Linked DNA regions of Mus musculus: region 2 is linked to region 1. A link is a contact called in public Hi-C data. All regions are on one chromosome and are shown on one strand. Each heading gives the region's core, a stretch centred on a gene start, on an enhancer-like site or on the middle of the called end of the contact. The rest is flanking DNA. Distances are from core to core; before and after follow the strand shown.

Region 1 (4,881 bases), core at 906-3,405:
CGTGTTGTACAAGGTGTGGTGATGAGTGCTCAGAAGCCCAGGACCCGGGACGCGAAAGCAGGAGGGTCATGAGTTCAAGGTCATCCTTGACCATATAGCAAGTTAGAGGACTTATATACATAAAATCTTATTTCATTTTAAGTTTTTATTTATATAGCATATATAGTTATTGAACATATAATTTTATTAGGGCTTTTGTGGTTTTTTTTTTTCTTTCTTTCTTTTTTTTTTTTTTTAATCTTGGGAGGGAAGGTGTGACTAAGAGGCCACAGGATCTGGGCTACCTCCAAGGTTCTGTGATGAGACACATGGTACGGAACTTGAAGCTGACTTACAGATGAATAACTGGGAATTACTCAGGGCCGGGCTGGCTTACTGCAGTGGATAGAGAGAGTTGCAGCTCCTTCTCCTATCCCAACAGAGCCACACACCACTGAGAAGTCTGGGAGATTTCCGGGGGAGAACGGAAGCCATACAGAGTAACTCACTCAGAGATGTAACATGCGTTACCTCCTTCCAGTCACTGTGGCTTCCCATGTCTGTCAGGATGCCCCTGAGGGTTTCTGCTTCTACAGTGTTAACCCTTGCTCTCACACTGGGGACTCTGTTCTCCAGAACCTTCTTTCTTTTTCCTTGTGTCCAGCAGCTCTGTCCTTGCAAAAGCACAGCTATCTTGCAAGAGCCCCTCAAGACTGGGCTTGTTGACTGTAGATGTTCCTGCATTGACGGAAGGACTTAGGGGGGGCTTCTCTGAATCCTTGCTGGATCCCAGTTACCTCCTCCAACATCCCCCCGCTCATTGGGGAGAGGAATCTCTCAAGTCCTCAATTTTGCCCTAGCTGCTTGAGGTCTTGTGACTTGGCTAGAGTTGTGTAGATTATGGAAGTTTAACTGAACTGTGTATGTCATCTACGCAGCTATGGGGACATCATCATCCATGCTGGGGTGCAACTTTTTGGTGGTCTCGCTGCTTTGGGGGCCAGCCATGATTTCTTAGCAAGCCCAATAAACTCACTGGTTTTCCACGTTGGACTCTGGGGCAATCATACTTCAGTTTATCCAGTGGATGGTGGCCTAAAAGGAGGAGATAGACGGTTGTTTATATCTCCCAAGGGAAAGTGTTTCGGAAACACTAAGGCACCAAGTCCGAATTATTTCTCCTTTTCAGCGCTCTCCCCCTTTGTTGGGGGGAAGGGGTGGTGTTCCAGAAAAGGGGCCTCCATAGTGGCTCTTAGCAACTTGACCGGGTGGGCTTTAACTAGTCTCACCGCTTTAGTAGATAAGTCTCTTTAAATGTTGGATTTATGCAGTTATGCTCTCTCTCTCTCTCCCACACATACACCCACACACCCACACACACACAGACATACACACACTTTTAGGCTACACACCAGCAGTTTAGAATTTTAAAGTTGGAAGAGCCGCCCAGATTCATTTAGTGCAGTGAGGCCCCGGATAAAATCTGGGTTCATTCAACTCTTTCCCTCCAGCTGCAAGCGCTTCCGCTGTTGATAAATAATCTCAACAGTCTAGGCAGGTAGGTGTCAGTCCTTTTACCGGAGGAGAACCGACTCAGAGAAAAAAAGCGCTTGGCCACGGAAGGGCAGGGACATGACAGAGTTCAGGGCTCCAGGCCAGAGCGGCATTTATTGTGTCCTTTCGGGAAATGCGAATGTGAAATAATCGACTTGGGAGTCCCGGCGGAGCAAAGACAGGAGGAAGGACCAAGATGAAGACTGCAGGATTTTTGCATTAAACCTCCAGGCTGGGCACCGAACCCTAGGTAGCTAGCTCCGCGGTCACCCTTTGACAGGGTGATCAGATGTGTTACGGTTTCTTTAAGACCCAGACTCCGCCCCCCGGCTCATCGCCGACCTCCTCCCACCTCTTGGCGGCCGCTCCGCCAGTTCCAGACTTCCTTCAGCGATGAAGTCATCTCTCAGTTACCGATTGGCTGCGCTATGATGTCAGTCACAGAAGTCGCGCCGCCGTACTAGCCTCCCTCGTTCCTCTTCCTTCGGCGAACGCCCCCTAAATCGGGCTAGCCCTAACGGCGCTAGGTTTCTGATTGGTCGATACGGCTGTCGCTCCCAGGCGGGTAGGGGGGAGGGTGCGGAGGCGGGACCCGGAGTGGTGGGAGGGCCCGCAGCTTCCGTGGCTGAGTGGAGCCGGCGGCGGTCGTGTCTGCGGTGTCCCCGGCGGCAAGAACGACCGTCCCACCCTCCCCACCCCCTCGTTCCCGCTCGCCACGCTCCCTCGGCTTGCGCGGACCTCTCCCTAACTTGGTGCAGTCTGACTGGTACTAGAGGCTCGGGAGGATACGTGAGCGGCTGGCACCGGAGTGGGGCGAGCCGCGGAGCCCGGGCCAGGAGGCGAACGAGGCGGTGAGTGAGAGTTCGGGCAGGGTCCCCCTCCCCCACCGGCCCCGCCCCGCTCGAGCATCCTTTCTCCCCTCGACCCTTCCGCGTGTGCCCTGGACCGGCCGGCCGCTGTAGGCTCCGAGCCCGGGATTGCCTCCCGCAGTCCTCCACTCCAGTCCCGCCCTTTCCCAAGGGGCTGGGGTCTCAAAGCCCTGGTCACTCGACAGGACAGTCGAGTGCGACCGTGCACCTGTGCACCGCCTTGCAGGGCTGTGCTGGCTAGGGAGCAGCTAGGTTCCCGCCCTGGCTGCTCCCCGAGTGTGTGTAATCTGCTTGGGACCGACCGGTCGAGCGCTTTCTCCCGGCCCTTGTGCAAACCTGGAGGATCCAGGTGCAATCCGCAGGCTTCTCGTGGCAAGGAGGTTCACCTGGACCTGACGACCATATAGCAGCATGGGTGCCTCCAGGTCTGCAGGGCTCCGCAGATTTGAAACTTGACCGCCAAAGAAGTGTCCGTCTCGCGTGTGTGTGTGTGTGTGTGTGTGTGTGTGTGTGTGTGTGTGTGTATGTGTGTGTGACTGTTTGTCTATGTACCTTTGATGACTTCCGCCCTCCTCGCTCCATAAGAAAACACTAATACTATAGAGTGGTTAGTGCTGGAGCTTTCCCTGTTAGATTATCAAACCTACGTTTAGATTGCTTATCTGGAAAATGGAACTAACAATACCTATTACATTGGAATGCAGACAGTAAATGAAAGAATTCGTAATAAAACGCTTGGAATGGTGTTCAACACATACAAGGAAGGGATCCAAGAAAAGACGAGTATCCTGATGTTGAGAACTGCTGGATAGGTGTGTGAGTACAGTATAGCTTGTCTTTGTCAGGATTTCTCTTTGTTAGATGACAGAACCAAAGGACAGACTGGTGGTCAGTTTACTGCTTGCCCGAATACTTTGGCATAAAGTGTGTGAAGACTAAGAATGTGAACTTCATTACTTAAATATGATGAAATTACACCTATGCTTCATGGGTTCACATAGTTTTAAAATCCATAAAGTGTCCGGAATGTCCCCAAATTGTAAGTTTTCGAGATCTGAAGCCAAAGCCTGTAGCCTGATCTTTATGTTCAAGAAGTCAAACTTAAGGGCTTTACTGTAGAAGCCCCTTCCACCAAAAAAAGTCCACTTATGAAGTTTTATTGTTGAAAATGAACTGCCTTCCAGGGGTAAAATGGTACAGCCAACTGGCCCACAGCCCCATCCCTGTAGGGAGGGGAACCCTTGGCTGAAAGTTAAACTGAGTTTCATCTACTGGTGTTTGTTTCTTTCATAGCAAATCAGAGGGCTTCCTGATAGCTGGCTGTTTTTTGTTTTGTTTTGTTTTTAAAGTCTCACTGTGTAGCTGTGGCTGGCCTGGAACTTACTAAGTAGATCAGGCTGGCCTTGAATCCAGAGTTCTGCGTGCCTCTGGTTTCTGAGTGCTGGGATTAAAGGCCTGAGCCTTGGAAAGACACAGACTGCTACTGCTTTCTTCAGAGAGAGATCCAAAGAAAAATGTCTGTAGTCCAGGGCTTGAATTTCGTTCAGTTCTTTGCCCGAATTTTTGAGAAGTGTCCTTTTTAACAAGGCCTTCCAGAGTCACGTTCACTAGGGGAAGTTTTTAAATCATGAGAGAGAGAGGTGTCTCCTATCATCCAAAAGTATTTACTGCAGACTTTCCATGTCCTTAATACTCTGCCAAATGCTGCGAGGGCGGGATTCAGAAAAGTATAAAACAGGATCTTAGCCCATAAAGGGCAAAACCATAAAGTTTGGGTCACCCAGTAGTAATTATGGACACTTCTAAAGTAATGACTTCATTTATTCATTCAGCAGACCTTTTGTTCCAGGCATGTAATGTGCCAGGTGTTTTTCTGAGCTGAGATCAAGGTGAGTCAGATACAGTCCTTGGTCTCGAGGGGCAGAAAGAGTGAGTGACAGGTGGTTAGAGTAAGGTGAAATAAAGTCTGAGTGCAAACCCAGAATTGTAGGAGAATGTCAAGACAGCTTTAAAAAAGATAATTGAATTGGTGGGAAAGCTTAAAGAGAGATGGCGTTTGAGGTGTGTCTTAATTCCACTGAACAAGATAAAGACCATCCCAGACGGAAGAAAATGAGCTTGGCTTCCTGACATTCCAGAAACAGTTATGAGCGCTTGGGCCAGACAAAAGGAAGGAAACCGGACAGTCTATAACAGTGATTCTCAACTTGTGGGTCATGACCCGCCACCCCCCTTCGGCAAACTGCCTCCAAAAATATTTACATTGCAATTCATAACAGTAGCAAAATCATAGTTATGAAGTAGCAACAAAAACAATTTTATGGTTGGGGTCACCTCAATGTGAAGAACTAAAGGCCCAAAACATTAGGAAGGTAAGAACTACTGTTTAATAGCATTCCTTGATGCCCACTATGTAAAAGGCATTGGTTCAGGCTCTTTTGCCCCCTTCCCGGGCTGGTGTTTGAATACATGGCTTCAT
Region 2 (4,881 bases), core at 790-3,289, 870 kb after region 1:
TCTAAGCTGCCCACCGCACAACAGATGCTTACAGCGGCCACCGGAAGGGACAGCTGTCTTCTAGGGCCATCTACAGGGAGCGTTGTCTCTCTGACCCCTGGCCAGAGGCCCTCCATTCTCACACAGCATCACCACCATCTCCCAGAATCCCCTTGGTTAGCTATACGGAAGCTGGCATGCAACAAAAACCAGGTTGTTCCCTACCCTGCCATGACAATGAAGAAGTCCAAGCGGTTCCATGTGTCCCCGAGGTAGCACTTCTTGCCAAAAATGCCCAGGGCCACCATCTTAAGCACCATCTCCATGGCGAAGAAGATGAAGATGAAGTCATCAAAGACCTGTCAAGCAGGAGGAAGACAGGACAGGACAGGGTGAACTCTGGAGCAAGAGTGGAAGTCAGAGCCACGGTGAGGTCAAACATGGGACAGGAAGAGAACCTCAGAGTCCCTTGCCCACTCAGAGAAAAGACCAGGGCCCAGGGAAGGGGTGACGTTGCCCAGGGTTCCACAGCCCATTCTGCTCATGGCTTTAGCTCTGGCAACGATGAGGACCCTGGGGCTGAGCACCAGGCTCCCTCATGATCTCTCTCATAATGGCACACATGGGGTAGCCCACTTTACAGCTAAGAAAACAAGACCAGAGAAGCCAAGTCACTTGCCCTGGGTCACACAGCAACTCTGTGCCAGGATTAAAATGAAACTCAGGTCCGGCTCCCAGGGACAGGCATCAAATATTCTACTTCTGTAAAATGGATACGTCCCCAGAGCCCTACTCTGTGGTACCTCACACCGTGCCTACAACCACGCAGATGCCACATCAGGGCCCACGAGTCCACAAGGGAGGAGGTATCAGGGAGCAGAGGCTGGCTGCGGGCAGAGAAATGTAGCCACTGCCTTCGCTGTGTGAATGGGATGGGGTGAGGAGCCTCAGCTGGGAAAACAAAGATGACAGGAGGGGCAATTCTTCAGAAGAGCTGAGGGGCTGAGCTACAGTAGAGCCCTGAGCTTGGAAGAGGACACCCGGCTGGGAGGGAGGGGACGACTGAGAGGCTCACCTGCAGGATCTTGCAGCGGTCTGAGAGGCACTCCATATCGTCACATGGCTGGTACATGCCCAGGGTCACACAGTTCAGCAGGATGACCAGCATGCTCACACACTCGAACCACGTACACCAAGTCAAGGAAGAACTGGTGGTGGAAGCGCGGCCTGGGGCGCCACACTCCTGAATGTGACACCCCAGGAACAGACATGCAGACCGTTTCTGCCCCCCACCCCCAACTCCACCCCCACCCCTGTGGACCTCTCAGTGACCCAGGTCCAAGCTTTCAGAGACAGTGCAGCTGGCCCGCCACACAGGTGCAACCCATGCCACACCCTGCAGGGAACCGAAACCAAATCAAACCACTGAAGCATCCACTGCAGGATGCCTCCAGGTCCCACCCAGGAAGGAGTGGCCCCCAGAAAGGGTCCCCAGACTCAACAGCTCTGATGCCGGCCTTCTCTTCTCCCTCTCCCATCCCTCTGCGGTGGCTTCATGCTTCCCATCCAAGGAATGGGTCTGCACTTCTGAGGCATCCCTGGACATGTTCTCCTGATCTGCCTATCTCTGTGGGGCTGAAGCTCACAGTCACCCTCTGACCGCTGCTCCCAAATCAGCCCAACCCAGAGACCTGGCTTCCCGGGTTCTGCCCCAGCAGAATCCTGCAGCCTGGAGCCAGGGCATCTAGAGATCAGCCCTTCAGGTCAGCCACAGGCCACCAGCAGGATAAGGGGATCCTACAGCCCAGAGAGAAGAGAACTGCCTGCTCATATCCCCCAAATGGCCTCTCCTCTTATACACAAGTCCTCGGGGCTAAGGAGATCTGTGCCCCCCCCCCAAAAAGTGCATCATGGTGAAGAAAAAAAAAAAAGTGAAACCACACAACAGCATAAATGACTGAGGTCAGACTCAGGGGTGAACTGCCAGATGAAGGAGCCTGTCTGATGACTCACTCTCTTCTAGTAGTTTCTCATCTACCAGGAAGCAGACTGACAACCCCTGCCACCAGCTGTACCCACATTCCTGTCCCTGACTCCAGCATTTAGCATCTGGGTACAGAGCTGCTATGTGCTGTCAGAGCAGCCAGCAGTGCCAGAGACCAGGGCCTGCCTGTGAACTCAATTCCCTGCGGTGAGTGGCTCTGGGGTCTCAAGCAAGTTCACAGCAGCTCCTCACTGGAGCTAAGGGGCACCTCACAGGTCCACAGAGGCTGTCCCGACCCCTCTTCTCAGAGTGCCTGCTGTGGCTCCCAGCTTCTCCTGGCTTAAAATCAGAAGCCCTCCACAAAGCTGGCCAGCACGACCTACCCTCTTCTCCTTCCCCCGACTGCCTCCCTCCCAGCCCGTGGTGGCCTGCTTTTCCTGTCTGGTCTCAGGCCATTCAGCCCCACAAGCTCCTCCCCCAGCAGCCCTCCAGCCTGACTCTCTCCCATCTAACGCTCATCCTCTCTGCCCACTTTTGAGCAGAGTCTGGGTCCCTGGGATCTACAAGCACTCAACTCCAACCAGAACAGCATGGAGATGCTCAACCAAGACTTGCCGAGTGAATACATGAGTTTATCTCAAGCTCCCCCCACCCCACCCCCCAGCCACACCAGTTCAACCCCAGCTCGGTGAAGCCACACCAGCCCACCACAGCCAGATGCCAACCACAGTGGACTGGGCCCCTCCTGCCTGCTAAGAGAACTGACCTAGTTTCCATGGCAACAGCCCCCTCTGCTCTCCAGACCCTGCTCACCTTGAAAGCTGACTTCCATGGCCTCTGTCCCTGCCCTGCTCCTTCCTGTCCCTGGCCTGGCTGCCACTCTCCCGCCATAGCCTGTAATTAATTTCAGTCGCTGCCAGGCCCCCTTTGAGCCCTAGCCTTGCTCCAGCAGTAGCTGTGTCATTAATTAACTTTTTTGAAGTTCAAACGTTCTAATTACCAGCGAGCATCCCCGTTCCCCTTGATTCCCTCCCCCCCTTCCCCCATTCATTACCTCCCTCTCATAGCCCAGTTTCTGCTGCCTCTGTCCTTCCTGGAGACCCAGGCCCAAGTGCACCTGATGGGCCCATTCACAGGTGGGGAAAGTCAAGACCCCTCTTTAGATCACGTGGCTGGGTTTTGTCTACATCAGACCTGCTGGGTTCCTCGGCCAGTGTCCCCTCCCGGCCCTTGGTCCTGTGTCTGCAATACTGCCCCTGCCTCCCTGGGGCTGCAGCTCTGGCTCCTGACTCTCCAGTGGGCCCTGTGTGATGTCAGCACTGAGTCCTCAGACTCCTTGATAAAACTAAATTCGATCCAAAGGGGAAACATATTTACACACCTGTGACAGTACACACCTGCAATCCCAGCACTGGGGAGGCTGAGGCAGGAAGTTTGAGGCCGACCAGAGCTACCCAGTAATACCTTGTCAGCACAACTCAAACCAAAACAAGCAGAAGTGGGGTGGAGTCAGGGGTGCGGCTCAGTTGGCCACAATCCCAGAACCGAGTACCACATAAAGCCAAGCGTGGTGGCAGGGCAGCCAATTCTTACAGTCCTGCCCAGCAGCACTTGGGAGGCAGAGGCAGGAGGATCAAGAGTTGAAAGTCCCAGGGCAGTGGTTTTAACCCTTGAATCCCAGCAGAGGCAGAAGGATCTGAGTTCAAGGCCAGCCTGGTCTACAGGGGCAGCCAGGACTACACAAAGAAATCCTGTGTCAAAAAAAAAAAAAAAAAACTAAGAGTGAGAGACATACGAAGACATCCTCAGCTACACTATGAGCCTTCAATCCATGGTTCCCCATCCCCCTCAGCCTGTCACCCAAGGCGACAGTGATCTCAGTGAGTTCACTGCCTGAATCTCCTGCTTGCCCTGGCACACACTAAGCTTCTCGCTATGTGTAAGCATACCCACTTCATGGCTTTACCTTCCCTCTGAGGCAAACCCTGCCTACCCCTCACAATCTCACTTGCATGCCACCCAGTCAAAAGCTTCCACCTTCCTCCCCTCTCAGGCTGATGCCCAGCCTTCCACCCACCCGGTCTAGCACATACCACAATGATGAACTTGGCTGCCACTATAACTGCTTCATGCCAGGCACCCTAGGGACATGACCTTAACTGTCGCCACCATCCATCAAAGAGAGAGAGACAAAGAAGTGGGTCTGGAGAGCCACTATGACTTCTACAAAGTCACACTACCTCTCAGACTGAGCAACTCCAAAGTGCCAACTGCTTTCTCTGTAGCTCAGCCACCCTGAACATGGCACAGAGGCCCTGAAGGCAGAGCAGGTCCAGCCCCTGGGCCCCTCAGCTCTTGCTGGCCTCAGGCACAAGGGGAAATCCCAGATGGCAGGACCTGGGTCCCATCCAAGAGCTCCAAGACTCAGAAGTCAGGCCAGCATGGCACTGCTGCCCATGGCTCCTGACACATTCCCGCTGGCTCAGGGATGAAAGGCCTCAGGCATCCTGGGAGATAAACCAGGCCATGCATGCAGCGAGGGTAGGAGCTGACAGAGCAGTCAGAGCCTTGGGCAGCTTGGTGGCCGTGTCCAATACCCGATTTCCCACCTCATATGCACCAAGGAGCTTAGAGTTCAAACAGGCTGGGCTGAATTCTGGAAAAATGGAAGGGAAGATGGAGACCCCAAGAAGGTAGATGAGGAAGTCTGGTAATAAAACCGGTGGGGTCTGAATGTTGTCTCCACAAGAAAATAGAGTGATCAATATCTCCCCATTGCCCCTCAGCCAGAAACAAAGCCCTGGACCAGAGGCATTTAAGGATGTGTAAGTGGGGGCTGGAGAGATGGCTCGGTGGTTAAGAACACTGACTGCTCTTCCAGAGGTCCTGAGTTCAATTCCCAGCAACCACATGGTGGC

Evidence for each region. A called contact is a pair of places that touch in the nucleus more often than the background predicts.
Region 2: a contact with region 1 is called in a Hi-C map of B cells, with 11 read pairs. The contact joins the enhancer-like site here to the promoter of Mrtfa in region 1. A contact is called at or near these places in 2 of 39 promoter capture datasets (pre-B cells and stem cell-derived epiblast-like cells), 1 of 484 Hi-C or Micro-C datasets (B cells) and 1 of 9 other capture datasets (embryonic stem cells).

The regions. Positions count from the first base shown.
Region 1 is chr15:81,188,010-81,192,890 of GRCm38.p6, reverse strand. It overlaps Mrtfa (myocardin related transcription factor A), which reads left to right and starts at 2,155. Exons shown (of 14, transcript NM_001082536.2): 1 at 2,155-2,384. It overlaps 4930483J18Rik (RIKEN cDNA 4930483J18 gene), which reads right to left and starts at 2,038. Exons shown (of 2, transcript NR_015603.1): 1 at 1,886-2,038; 2 at 134-1,074.
Region 2 is chr15:80,316,644-80,321,524 of GRCm38.p6, reverse strand. Cacna1i (calcium channel, voltage-dependent, alpha 1I subunit) reads right to left here. Exons shown (of 37, transcript NM_001044308.2): 3 at 1,055-1,166; 4 at 205-338. Among named protein-coding and RNA genes, the nearest start is that of Gm31319, 29 kb to the right of the region's middle. Within about 2 kb of position 2,039, at least 53 of the 459 cell types and tissues checked have an H3K27ac peak or open chromatin away from gene starts, as enhancers often do. A contact at or near this core is called in B cells, where this site is marked.